2 separate regions of the Anser cygnoides genome follow, and region 2 is linked to region 1. Evidence: chromatin contacts called from public Hi-C data. All regions are on one chromosome and are shown on one strand. Each heading gives the region's core, a stretch centred on a gene start, on an enhancer-like site or on the middle of the called end of the contact. The rest is flanking DNA. Distances are from core to core; before and after follow the strand shown. Region 1 holds the start of SIL1 (SIL1 nucleotide exchange factor). Region 2 holds the start of HSPA9 (heat shock protein family A (Hsp70) member 9).

The links. Hi-C and Micro-C count contacts between places; a contact is called where the count stands out from the background.
Region 2: a contact with region 1 is called in a Hi-C map of liver, with 1.8 times the contacts expected there. The contact joins the promoter of HSPA9 here to the promoter of SIL1 in region 1. A contact is called at or near these places in 2 of 7 Hi-C or Micro-C datasets (granulosa cells and liver).

The regions. Positions count from the first base shown.
Region 1 is chr14:13,290,424-13,297,226 of Taihu_goose_T2T_genome, forward strand. SIL1 (SIL1 nucleotide exchange factor) reads left to right here and starts at 4,243. Exons shown (of 13, transcript XM_067005539.1): 1 at 4,243-4,346.
Region 2 is chr14:13,589,776-13,596,578 of Taihu_goose_T2T_genome, forward strand. It overlaps HSPA9 (heat shock protein family A (Hsp70) member 9), which reads left to right and starts at 4,355. Exons shown (of 17, transcript XM_067005547.1): 1 at 4,355-4,514; 2 at 5,803-5,861. The coding sequence starts at 4,428. LOC106034341 (a long non-coding RNA gene) reads right to left here and starts at 2,730. Exons shown (of 3, transcript XR_001205941.3): 1 at 2,415-2,730; 2 at 1,375-1,571; 3 at 1-1,111.

The sequences.
Region 1 (6,803 bases), core at 2,993-5,492:
GGAAGCGGGGCAGCCCGGCAGCTGTGATGCTGCCCGGTCTCAAGCCTTGTGTTCACATCTGTTCTCTCTGGATGCATCTGCACTGCACAAAGTAGTCTGCACCGGGCTCAGGCTGGGTCACACCTCACTTTGTGAGCTGTAAAGATGTGTTTCACCATCCCAGTGTGGCACCTGCCCGGCTGTGGCTACCACCAGTGCCCTAGGAGGCAAAGCAGTGCTGCGCCAGATCTGCAGGTCGTTACACATGGCACTGCTGGAGCCTCCATTTAATCTAATTCTTTTGGAGCTACAGCAAAGGATGAGAGGAAGGAAGAGAGGAAAGTCTGGAGGGGAATAGTGTTTCGGACAACAACCCTGCTGGGACTCTCTCCCCGCACTGTAGGAACAGCGACCATCTGGCCACAAATTCATCTCTTTTGGTACGAGCGCAGAATGCAAAGCCCAGACCTGACACCTGGAAACTCGTCTGAAGTCGCCTTCAGCCTGTTGAGTTTGCTCATTATCCGGGAGAACAACACATTTCACGCCGCGCGGTTCTCCTCTCCAGCCTCGGCCCCGGGGACTGGAGCGGATCGATGCCTGGCTGCGGCGCTGGGATGCCCCGGCACCGCTCCCCGCGCGCCGGCTCGGGAAACAGCCGCGAGCAGCAAGCCGCACGCAGGCTGAGCGTGAAATCTCCCCCGAACGCCCAGCAATTATGGCACAGCCATTATCCCTCCTTAAATGCTCCGTGTGCTCTTCGCTCGCTGGGCACCACGTTTCTGGGGAGCGCTTGGTGCGGGGATGCTGTTTATCATTCTCGGGGTTGTTTTAGAAAAAAATAAAAAGATAATAGTAGGAAAACCTCCTGGATTGTTCGTTGGAAATATAAGAGAGCCACACAGCACTAGGAGGGTGGCTGCAGCTGAGCACATGACGCTCCTGGGCACAAACTCACGTGTTTTTGCTGAAGAAAATCTGAATTTCTGGTCAGGTGGCCCAGGAGTCACCCCGTGTCGCTGAGCACCATCCCCGCAGCCACCACGCCATCTCGCCTCCCGCCTCGAGGCTGGGCCCGCTGGCTCTGCTTGGCACAGTGCAGGAGCATCACTCCTGTCCTCGACCTATCATTGGAACCGCTTGCAAATACTGCTTGAAATCGAGTAATTATGGCCAGTGCCAAAGGCAAGGAAAAGTTTTACCAACTCAGCTTCTCTTCTTACTGATCCCCTGGAGCAAAGTCCCAAGCACAGGACTCACACAGCGCTCTGGCATCTCTCCTCCCAGCTCACGTAGGTGGGACACGTGGAGACGCAGGGAGTGTGGCTGTCCCCGGGAAACGAGCTGGAAAGTGCCCCCAGTATTCTCCCCTCCGAGGGCAGTGCCAAAAAAGCTGTTCTTGTGAGCAACCCTGACATGAGCATCACTTTGATTGCCACCACATCACTCGTGGGGAACTTCTCACCCAAAGCGCAAAATGTTAAACTTGTCAAGCTGCCGGCTGAGAAGCTGCCAGTGCTGTTTCACAGGAATAACCCACTTGTGCTCTCTTGGCTTTCCTGATTTCCCCTTTGGAGCCCGGCCGGGATGCTGGGTGCAGGGAGACCAGCCCCGCAGCCCACCCCACGCTCAACCTGAGCAGCAGAGAGCGATGCCTGCCCCTGGCAGGAGGTGTTTAGACACAAGGAATCAATTGCATGAAGTGCAAATTCACCGGTCGACACCGCCGTCCGCAGGCAGAGCGGCTGTTCACTGCGGTGTGCGACGCTTTGGGCTGCAGGGATCGGTGGCTCCACGTTCGTTAACGCTCTGGGCCACTAACGATGGCCAGAAGTGGCTGGAAACAGAGACAACTGAAGTCTGATGGATTAATGCTGCCTCCCACCAATGCAGCCCGATGATCCACCAATTACCTATCTGCTTAGTCCCTTTCTCCATCCTTTTACAAACTAAATAGCGCATTTTATAGTCACTGCTAAGTGATGTGATCAACATCAATTACCTACTGAAAGAGAATCAAGTCCTGATTTAAAATTAAGTGCTGCATTTTGCCATGTTCTTTATATGTAGCCAACAGAATAATTGCAGTGACATAAAAACTAATTACACAACTCCACAATTAGGCCTCCCTCCTAGTGCTGTGATTGTCTTCAAGTACATTGATGAAAAATTACTCCCAGCCCCGAATTACTCTCTCACACCCATCTTCTCCAGTACCTTTAGAAAAAGCTTCCATCCCATCAGATCAAACAGGCACTGTTGAAGAACTCGATCTCGAAATGCAAAAGATAATATATGCAGAGCATGTTTTTTTTTAATCTCTTTGATGTGCGAGTGATTTCAGAAGAGGGGATTAGGCCGGCATTGCCCGAGGACGCAGCAGCGCGTCTCTCTGGACAAGCATCTTAGCAAGACTTTCCAGGCTGCCTGGGGCTGGCGTCCGACACCGCTCCCGCTGGGATCCATGGCACAGGCTCCCACCTTTCGCTGCAGCTCCCAAGCCCCCAGAACGGGCCATGGGTATGCAGGGAGCCGTAGGGATGACCCAGAGGGCTAGCTCCTGCGCTGGGGCAGCAGCAGGGCTCCACAGTCCTGGTTCAGCTCCTCCCATATGGGCCAGACCCACAGCTGAGCTCAGCCACCCCCAGGGCAGCAGTCACTGCAGCCTCCCCTTCCCTGAAAGCTCGGGGGTGTCGGGATCCAGGTTTTTTCTTTTGGGGAGAAGGGGGACTTTATTCTTCTCAATGCTCCAAAAGATTTCCAGTAAAACCCCAATAAACAGGAGAGCAGAGGCAGAGCTTATGCAAAGGAGCTCTTTGCCTCCTGCTGATGTTCCTCCAGCACCTGCTGCCTGAATTTTACTTTTTATCTCCCATCTGCAGCAGAGCAATTATCTCCTGCGGCCAAGGCTCTCTGCTGCCCAGGGATGGAGCAGAGCACTCTTGGGCTGCACCAGAGGGAAGGACGAGCGTGAGACCTGTGTCACACCACCCGGCCGGGGCAGGGTGTCCCCAGCAGGTGTGGGGACAGCTGGGCAGTCACTTTGAAAAGGGTCAGCAGCCAAAGAAGTTCAAGCCCCATCATCGCACCAGGGCAGAGATGTCCCAGCCCTCCTCTGGATGCCACTGACAACCACAGCTTCCGAGAGACCTCTGGTTATCCCCGTCTGCGGGACTCCCACCGGAACAGATCCACGTGGCAGGAACAAAAGGGAACAGCGGAACCCAGCTCGCCTGCCCAGCCGGAGAGACCACAGAAGGCCTTCAGCCGAGATGGGTGAAGCTGCTGGCAGCGCTGCTCTGGTGAGCTGAGGGCCCAGGCTGACCGTGGGAGGAGAGGGAAAAGGCTGGAGCGTGCAGTGCTTCAGCTCCAGGTACCTGAGGATCAGGAGTCATGCCTTGCCCAAAATCACATACCTGCCTGAAAAACAGTGGCATTAAAACTCAATAAATCTGTGAAGCACTTCTGACAGGCTTTGTGGGTTTTGATCCTGATTTTGAAGTGTTTATATCCGACCTGGAAAGATTGAAAACATTTCATTTACTCTGAATTAAGGCTGAAATTTTCCTACAATCCATCACCTACTGCTGGAGGCACAAAACACACAAGGTTTGAGAGAAAAGGAGGGCAAAACCCCACTTGGCTGGCAACAAACACCCTTCTGCTTCCCTGCAGCCTCACTATCTGCTCAAGACATGCAAAGACCAAAGGGTGCAGACCTGCAGCCAAAACAGCAGTGAGGGACATGGGTGTCACCTCCTCCACCCACCCAGCGTGGGGACAGCGTGAGGTGGCACCAAAACGGCTGCCAACGAAGCTGGCAGCCACGGGGGAATTTTCCCAGCTGCAGTATTGGCCTTTTTCTCTCTCCTGACAGCACCAAGGACACGGGGCCCCTTGCACAGCACCCTGTTGTCCCACAGCAGCATGCTCTGCAGCACGGCGCTCCCCACAGCACGGCAGGGATGGCTGCAAAGTACAAATGCCACATTTTATTTGCCTCTTCCCCCAGCTCGTGCTGGCTAGGCAGTTTTTGGACAAGCTGCCTGAGCAGCTCCAAGGGACAGGGGGCAGTGACAGGTCATGGCCACGCGGGGGACAGCAGTGCCAGGGGGCTGCTTCACACTGTGGGACAAACAGAAAGCCTGGGGCCTGAGGATCAACAGCCCGGCCGGCTGCCGGGCCCTGCAGCCCGGGTCGCCTCGGGGGTGCCCCGCAGGAGGGCTCCGTGCCCCCAGCATGGCGCCGTGCCCCCAACATGGCGCCGTCCCCTCAGCACGGCGCCGGCCCCGCGCCCCCTCCCCTCAGCCGCGCTCCCGCCCTCGTGGGCGGGCGGGGCCGGGGCCGCGCACGCGCAGTGCGGAGCGGTGAGTGGGGGGCGCGGCGGGCGGCGGGCGCGGGGGCGCGCACGGGGCCGGGGCTGTGCACGGGGCCGCGCACGGGGCGCCCGTGAGGGGCCGGCGGCGGCTGGGGCCGGGCGCTGCGCCCCGCAGTGCGGCGGGGACGGGGCCTGCGCTAGGCCCCGAGGTGGAATAAAGGAGTTTGTTGTGGCCCGGGGGCGGCTGGGGAGCGCAGGCAGCCGCCTGGGCTCTCGTGTTGTAGAAATAACCGGAAAATAATAAAAAATAAAGGCCGTGCTGTGTGCTCCAGCTAGGGAGAGCTCAGCTGTGCCCCGACCCCCTCACGCCCCCACTGAGGTGGCCCCAAAGCGTCCCAGGGCACGGCTGCGGCGCGGGGCCGCTCACGGGGCTTTTCCTTCAGGGTCTGGGCTCGGCGGTGCGGTTTTTAGCCTGGGTTTTAAAACTTCACTTAGGTACGAGGTTGCGTACGGCCCTCGTAGTGCAGGCTGAGTGAAACCACCACCGCTGCGTGAAGCCGGGGGCCGAGCAAGCGGGGCTCTGCGTACAGGCGCTGCTGGGGGGTCACCTCAGGGTGTTGGGCTCCAGCAGCGGCTGGCGCTCCTGCTGAGGTAGCCTCTGACAAAAAACCAACGCCGCCCGCCTCGCAGCGTGGCCCGGGTTTATGCTAACAAGGTCTGTCGGCGCCGTTTCTTCGTGGCAAGTTATTTTTTGGTGTTTTGCCGCTGGAACTGGCCTAGTACAAACACGGTTTAGGGGCACAAAGCCTAACTTTGCCGGCACCGATTAATTTGCTCGCCAGAGAAGTACGGGCTGCCCGAGCGAAGGCACTTCTGCCACCCATGCAGGGAGGCTGCTCCAGCCCGTGGCCGCGCTGCAGGGCTCCCAGTGCAGTACTGTGGGTCAGGAAGCAGGTAACGTGCCCCAGTGTTTACCAGACGTGTTTCTGATCCGCGTCATCCTTTAGAATTTGTTTATGCTCTAGGGGTAGCGTTATTAGGGGATGGACTTCATTCTTTCTCTCTGTTTTTCCCTAACCCTGCCTTTAAATGACCAGGCTGGCCCACACTGGTATTTTTCAGCCACCTCCAAGGTGTTTTGTGGTGGAAGCATCCAGAATACTGACCCAGAGACTTCTGATGTTCAGTTTGGTATAGGAGTGCAGCTGACAGAGGTGAGGACCATGTCTGCAGGTTCCTGGGTCTGCCTTCTGTATGGCCATGTGTTTGCTAGATCTCAAGGGGTACAAATATGTTTCTGTTAAAGAAATAAGCTGGAAACAGGCAGTTCCTGATGAGGTCTCAGCTCAGCCCTTCAGCCTGCAAAGCTCTGCCCGTGCCCTAGAGACTGCTGGTGTTGGTCCTGCCACTGCCACCTCCTTTTGCACTGTTGAGAATTTCTTCAGCACGAGCAATAAAAAGGCCACAAAAACTTTCCATCACCCCCAAGCCCTTTTTCTTTCCCTGCTCTTACCTTGCAAAGAAATGGAGGACTAATTAAATACCGATGTGGTCAAGCTGGGCAGGTGTGATTGAAAGCACATCAACTCTACACTGAGAACATCAACTCTACTGCAAGGCAGTGGATTATTGCGATAAATTTAGGGATAATAGTCAGTCCTTCTGCGTGCTAATCCTCTCTGCTACCGACTCCCTCTGTGGCTTTCATAACCCACCTCAGCTCTGTTACCGCTCAGGTTTCCCCTCTGAGAAATAATGTTCAACTTTCACGCATGGAGTAGGTGGATCAGCTTTAATTAAGATTTGTTGAGCACTTTGTTGATAAGCTCCCTATAAAGCTGGTTATTATTTATTATTAACACAGATATTCTTAGCGCCTGAAATGAATAATGCCACAACACTGGGGATCTTCTGGGAAACAGCCATGTGGAAGGAGACGGCATGTGTTAACAAAGGCTTTGTCAAATTTCTTCTGGCTGCAGTTTGCGAGGCAGCGTGTTCGTAAAGCCTCCTTTCCAAAAAAGAAAAATAAATAAATACGATTTGAGTTGCTGTGAAATCTTAAATGTTCCTGGAAGTTAAGCCCTAATTCTGCACAGGACTTGTGGCTCTTGCCCACTTGCTGGATTGCTGGCAGAGCCTTCAGCCGGGGTTTTGCTCGGTGTGGTGCAGCTGTGCGTGCATCTATCAGCTGCATGGGCACAGCTGCTCTCACGCTCTGTGAAATACCTCGTCTCAGTGAGCGCTTAGATCCTCGCAGTGCTTTTGGTAAGGATTGCTGCGGGTTCCTCCGCTGTGGCAGGGAGCTGAGCTGGGTGAGGATTCGGGAAGGCTGCAGCCCATGGCACAGGTTGGCCTGGTGGCAAGTGCAGCTGAAGAGCCTCATTTCTGAAAGGTACCAAAGACATGAATTGGAGCGGGTACGGCTGTGCTCGCGCTGTGTTGCTGTGTGGGTGCCCTTTCAGCAGCGTGAGCATCTCTATTGTATTTTTGGGAAGAGAAGGCT
Region 2 (6,803 bases), core at 3,105-5,604, 300 kb after region 1:
TGAATTTGGAACAAGGAATGAATTTGAGAAACTTCAGCACTTCTTGGCTGATCCCAGGGAAGAAAAAAAAAAAGAGAGAGAGAACTCGGTGCCTGAACCGTCTGTGATGGGTTAATTACACCAGTGAAGGCTGATGGAAGACAGGAACAGCAATCAGAATCTCTGCCTTATCCCACCTATGCAGTTTTCTCAGATCCACTCACAATTGATGTGGTTGCCAATATCAGACCCTTTCCAGTGTAGGGTGACTCCGAGCCTAAACATCTTCTAATTTACTGCTCCGTCCAGCAGTACTGTGGATTTTTTCGATCCGTGCAAGATGTAATCAGGTGGGAAGTGAAGGACTTTTCTCATCCAAGGTCCTGTTTCTGCATTTGAGGTGACAGCCCTCTCTTGAGGACCCTAAACACTTCAAGATGGGACAGGGTTTTCGCTGTGTGAAACCAGCCCAGAAATAAAGATGTCATACAAAAGAAGAAAGCAAAATCTAAACCCCAGGAGCTGGTGGGAGAGAGAGCTGAGGCACAACGACCATGAGCTGAGAGCCTCGGCGACCTTTGGGGCTGGGGGACAGGAGCCCAGGAGGAGCATCTCTTGCCAGGGGTGAGTTTGCTGAACCAAACCTCCCCGCTGTCCCTTCCCCAGCACTCATTTTCCTCCCCGCTCAAAACTGCAGGTCCCAGAGGGAAGCCTCCTCCCCGGGGACTTCCCACCGCATCCTGCACGCCCCAGGGGGCTGCGCAGCACCCACTGCATGCGGCCTAAACCCCATCCAGAAGCTCACGGTGTTCCCTGCGCAGCAACCACAGTTCAAGCAGAGATGAAAACCCTGCTGGGATCAGCACACCTTTAATTAATGGCAATTCTGCAGAAAATCCTGTCCATTCAAAACGACCCTGTGAAGAATGGAGGCATGCTCTCTGGCTCTGGATTATTTAAATCACATGCACTGGGATTTATTGAGACATCCAGGCTGTGTTTTCTGAGCATTAGGAGCTCTTTCCATTACAAATCCACGGATTTTTATGCATTGGGTAATGGATTTTTGATGGAATTTTGAAACTGGAAAGAAGCCAGGGCCGGGGACTCCTCAGAACATCACAGCTGGCACCTAAAGAAGAAGAAAAGAAAAAAAATGGAGAGGGAAAAACTTAATGAAAATATATATTTGTATAAACAATCAATGAAGATCGCGTTCGCGTGTTAAACAACCACCTTGAAATTGGTCTGTCTCAAAGGACTGAGCAATTGCAGACTACCTTAGCATGAATGATTTATGACATTCATGAACTTGGCAACTGCATCAGTTTTCCTAAACCTGGCAGCAAACACCACCTGCATATTAAGTGAAGATTTATGATTTATAAAACTCACCTCATTATGCAGAGGAACATGAATTGTCTTATGTGTGCAGTCTATAACTCCCAGGACAGATGAAAAGGCAGCTATGACACAATTTATGTGCTCTCACTGCTGAAGTTTGTGGGGGAAAAATAGGCGGAATAACTAGGTCTTTGAGTTGGGTGTCTTCAAAGCTGCTCAACGGTGCGGTGGCCAAAATCGCCTGCTTGCTTGGAGGAAAAAAAAAAAAAGCTTTGCAAAGCTTAATGGTGGAGGTCATGTGAATAATCACTGCGCTGAAGGGTGCCCTCCCTCCCGAAAGCACAGGGGTAGGGGGCAGCGGAGGTGCCTCTGTGGAAAGAACGGGCTTGGTGTTGAGCTCAGCGCTTGCATCAATCCCCACCCTTCCCGCTGTCCTTTTTTGATCTTCCTCGCTGCGGGATGAGGGTTCCCAGTTACAAGGAGCAGCTCTGCCACGTCTGTTCGTGTGTCTGTTGTTAGGTGTGGGAGCCACGTCCCCGGGCGAGGACCGAAGCAGAAAATACACGAGCCGAGCATACGGCTGGGTTCTCTCATCTGGGGTGGGGAGCATTGGAAAGACTTGGAAACGAGCCGGGCTGAGGGGCTGGGAATGAGTAACAGGGTGCGAGGAGCGCACTCCTGATCTACCGTGAGCTTGAGTGAATGGGGTTTGTGTCCCTGTCACCACCCCAGCGTGGGGGGACGCCTCCAGCAGGGCTCCTGTGCCCCAGGCAGGGGTGGCAGTGCTGTCCCCAGGCCCCTGGACTCCTGCCCATGGCATGTCCCCCCTGTCCCCTGCAACACAGCGGGGCCGCCTCATGCAGATACATTTAAGCCAGCCCCTGCGTCCCCGCTGGCTCCAACTCCTTTTGAACGAAGGGATGTGACTGAGGAAGGCCGGCCCCGGAGCCGTGCTGTGTGTTGCTAATTACACCCGAGGGCTCTGGCTTCTCTGGGAGGGGAAACACATGTGCTTTGGGTTCATAATTGGTGCAAGGCTACTTAAAACAATTTAAGCTGCCCCCATGCCCAGCTGGGTTGCTTCTGCTCACCCTGTGCTGCCGCTGTCCGTGCAGGGAACTGGCTGGGGAGCTGAGCTGGACAAGGCAGCCCGGCGAAACGCAAAGGGGCAGGGAGCCCTCCTGCCACGCAGGCCTCCGTGTGGCCCCGCAGCCTGCCAGCACTGGCAAGCAGGTGGCTGTGGGGCTGGCACCGAGCCCTGAGGGTTACAAAGCCCGCAGGCAGCGTGGCTGTGACGAGGCTGGAGTGGTGGCAAGCTGCCGGGCGCTGCTGCAGCGGGGCTGTGGCACTCTCCCAGCTCGCTGTCCCTCGCCCTCGATGTCAGGGTGGGGACTTCTCCCCAGCGGCTCCTCCGGCCCTTTATAAACTCCTGTTAAGGAAAGCATCTCCACCGCCTGTTCGGAGAGCACCAGCTCTAGGGACAGCCCGGCTGGCAGCGGTGCCTCGGGGTTTCCTGGGATGGAGGCACCTGGGGGTTTGCTGCCAGGAGGGGGCTGCAATGGGGCCGTCCCCATCGGGGTGCCAGGGAGGAGAGCTCCTGCCCCCAGGTGAGCAGGGCTGGGGGAACTCCCTGAGATGGAGGTCTCAGAAATATCCTCCTTGGGAACAAAGGGGTTGGGGGGCAGTGGGGAGGTCGGGCTGGGCGAGGCAGGCGAGGGGATGAGGCTGGAGGCTGCCTGGGTTCGTCCTTGTTCTGCTGCTTGGCGTGGGGGACACAATTCACTGTTTATTTTCTGCAGTAAAAACCTGCACTGGAGCTCCTCGAGATATATGTTGGTGCTACTGGAAAGGAGGGAGCCAGGAACGTGAACGGCTTTTTTTTATTTTTTTCCCCTCGCTGTCTTATTGCCAAGGCAGCAGAGAAGGAGTGAATTCTGTCGAAGCCCAAATCGGGATTTTTTCTCCTCCAACCGTTACCCGTTTGTTTCACGCCTCTCACGGGTCTGACTTCAAAACGAAATTGTCGTAATTGTGCGCACAAATTGCAGGCTGCACCTGGCCTGGCTGCTCCAGGCGGAGGGTCCCTGTGCCCCCGCCCTGCGCTCGGCCGGCACAAGGCAAGCTGTGAGTGCACGCGGCTGCGCCAGGCCCGGAGCGTTGCAGTTTACGAAGGAGAGGACTTCGCAAGTACAAAATACTTTGTATTTATGAGCTAACACAAGAAACAGTGAGCGCGTATCGGTGGAGCGATCTGTGTTGTTTCCAGAATAAAGAACTGCTTTCTTGAGGCAAGGCGCCGCCCCGGGATTGTGCCGGCTGGGAGCTTTGTGTCCCGCAGGTCGCACCAGGAGCGGGAAGCGATGGGTACGAGCAGGGTAAACTAGGGTGGCTGAGGGGCGGCGTGAGGACCCCGCCCGGAGGGGAGCAGCGTGCTGGGCGGCGGCGGAACGGCTGGTGGCGGTGCCTCGCGGGGGCCCGGAGGGGGAGCAGAGAGCACCGCGGCGGCTCGACGAACAGCAGAGGGCAGGACGGGCAGGGAGCTGCGGGGGGCAGGAGGCAGCAGCACAGGGGACGGCCCCGCTGCCACGCAGGGCGGGGGAGCCCGGCCCGCCCGGCCCCTCAGCCCCGTCCCCTCACCCCCGCCCGGCGCACACCGCGCATGCGCGCCCGCCCCCGGCGCAGCCCCGCCCGCCCCCGCCCCCTCGCGGCGCCTCCCGGCGCTCTGCGCATGCGCCCTCCCCCTGACGCAAGGCGGCTGCAATCGCCCCGCGCTTTCTCCTGCCCGACCTTGAGTGCGCGGCCGCCCGCAGGCCCCCGGCTGCCCGCGGCTGTGCCGGCACCGGGAGCGCAACCCGAGGGCCCGCGCCTCGGCTCGGTGCCCGCGGGGCGAGCCGCCGCCTCCGTGCAAGCCCCTTGGTGCCGGCGCGCAGCCGCGGGGAGGGCGCGAGAACCGGAGCGCTTTACGAAAAGCCAACGGGAGGAACAGGCGATCGCAGGGACAGCCCGCGGAGGGGGGTCCTTGCGGCGCGAAGCCCCCCCCGCGAGGCCCACGTGGGTGGAGGCTTCCAGAAGAGCCCGGCCCGGCCCCACTGCCCCCCGCCGCCATGCTCAGCGCCCGCCGCGCCGCCGCCCGCCTGCCTCTGCTGCTGCCCCGCGGCGGGCCCGCCACAGCGCCCCCGGGGCTCGCGCAGGTGCGGGGGGGCGGGGAGGGGGCCGTGAGGGGGCTGGGGGGGAGCTGAAGGGGAGCTGAAGGGGGGGGCGGAGGGGCCTGAGGGAGGTGGGGGGCTGGGGGGCGTGAGGGGGGCTTGAGGAGGAGCTCAAAGGGGGGTTTAGGGGTCTGGGGGGGCCTGAAGGGGCCTGACGGAGGGCGGGAGGCTTTGGGGGGGGAAGCTGGGAGGAGCTGGGGGGTGAAGGGGCACAGGGGGGGATCTGGGGGGTCTGAGGGAGGTTGGGGGGCCTGGGCTGGGCTGAGGGGGGCTAGGGGGAGCTGAGAGGAGCTGGGGGGGTGAGGGGCCTAAGTGGGGGCGGAGGGGGGCTGGGGGGCCCCCGCAGAGGGGCTGGGGCAGGCCGAAGGGGACTGCAGGGGGCTGCTGGTGCCGTGCCGGCCGCGATGGAGGCAGGCCCAGGCCGTGTGGGGGCGGCAGGCAGGGGTCGCAAGACGCGCCCCGTTAGCATTGGGCACTCCGCTGGCGCTGGTTCCGTTTGCAGGGAAGCCCAGGGCAGGGTTGCTCAATTCCCCGCTGCCCCGGGACAAAATGGTCGCGGAGGTCGGGCTGGCAACGGCAGGGGACGAAAATGAGTTTAGGGGATGGGGCCTCCCGGTCCGGCAGCTCTTGGTGCTGGGGCCGGCCTGCCCCAGCTGTCGCACCATTGCCTGCGTCTGGCAGGGGCAAGGCCACGAGTCCCGAAGGATCCCCAGAACACTCGTGTGTTGGGGCGCTTTTGTTTGTAACGAGATGCTTTGCTAAAAACACGAGGAGAGAAATGCACGACACTGTCGGAGCTCTCTGAGATGCTGACGTGTGCGTGCAGAGACGCAGCTTGTGCAAAAAAACCATAAGAGTTGTCCCAAAACCTTGAGCGCAGATTTTTCAAGCAGAACATCTGAGGCTGACCGCACACAAGCCTTCAGGAACTGGGTTAATGTTTATCTGCTGATCCTCGTCGTGGGCTGAAGGTTCAGAGCTAAATTAGTGAACTAATTTTTGTCTGCTTAACTGGTAGCGTATGCATAGACTGCTTTGAGTGAAATTGCTCAGTTCAGGTAATAAATATTGGTATTATGGGGATAGTAGTAGTTTTTTTTGTGACAAACGGAAACTTCCTTAAATTCTTGCTTAGTTTGTCCTCAAGATTTTTTAAAAAAATACAGTGTTGTAGGGCTGTGTTACTTCAGAAATTGTCTTCCTCTGAAAGTCTTGGGCTGAAGATCGCTTCCTGTTCAAACTCAACCTTCATGAGAACCTCTTTATTTTATAGACGTTCTGGAATGGCCTCAGTCAGAACGTTCTCAGAGCGGCATCCAGCAGAAAATATGCGTGAGTATTGCCTTGCTTTTTCAGGTCTGGATGTTTGATGTTTATTTCGAACCTTGTGACTCCAGAACTGATTATGGGAGTGGGAGATGGTGAAAAAGAGCAGAGCTAGAACCTATGCCTGTCACTTTCCCAAGGCTGTGTCTTTATCCCTGTAATTTATTTTTTTTATTTCAGGGGAACTTTTAGGATTGTTCTTCCCCCCACTCTCCACCATCAGCAGCATCCACAAAATTCTTGAGATTTGTTTGATTGGAGAGGGAAAGGATGGAAAACTTGTTTTACGCTGGTGTGAAACCAGGGTGACAAGTGGCTCTGTTTCAGTGCAGATAAAGCTTATTTCAAAGAGCTTGTGCGTTTCAATCACTTGTTTGTCATGTTACGGGATGATGAGGAAAGGACAGCAGTTGTATAACTTAGTCAGATGTTCTGTGGGCAGTGGTGGCTGGGGACACGGGGCAGGAAATATGCCTGTGTTAGGGAAACGGCCCGGCTCTGGTCGGTACAAAGACACGGAGCGGTTGCTCATTTTCGAGATCGCTGCCTGAGGCTGGGTGAACCGGAGTTAGAGCGGCCGAGCACCCTGGGGAGTGGGAGGCGATGCCCTGGTCATAAACAGGGCCCTGCTCTGGCTTCAGGGTGCTGCTCTATTCCAGAACGTGGCTTTGTCTAGAAAGCAGAACTACGGTTCGGGAGTTCTCACTAGCCTTGAAAGAGGTAACACGCTTCCTAGAAAGAAAGAAGAGGTTTAAGTTTCCCTCATGTCAGAACCACTCCTGTTTTTCAGAATTAACTTCCTGCCCTTCAGGAGCAAACAGATGGTTCTTTCACTCTGCCTCAGAGGACCCTGCATGGGCTTAGCTAGTTTTGTTGTCTCTGTGCATTGTTCACTTCATGCTAAGCAGTGATAAATGAACTGATCCCATTTATTACTAGCATCTTGAC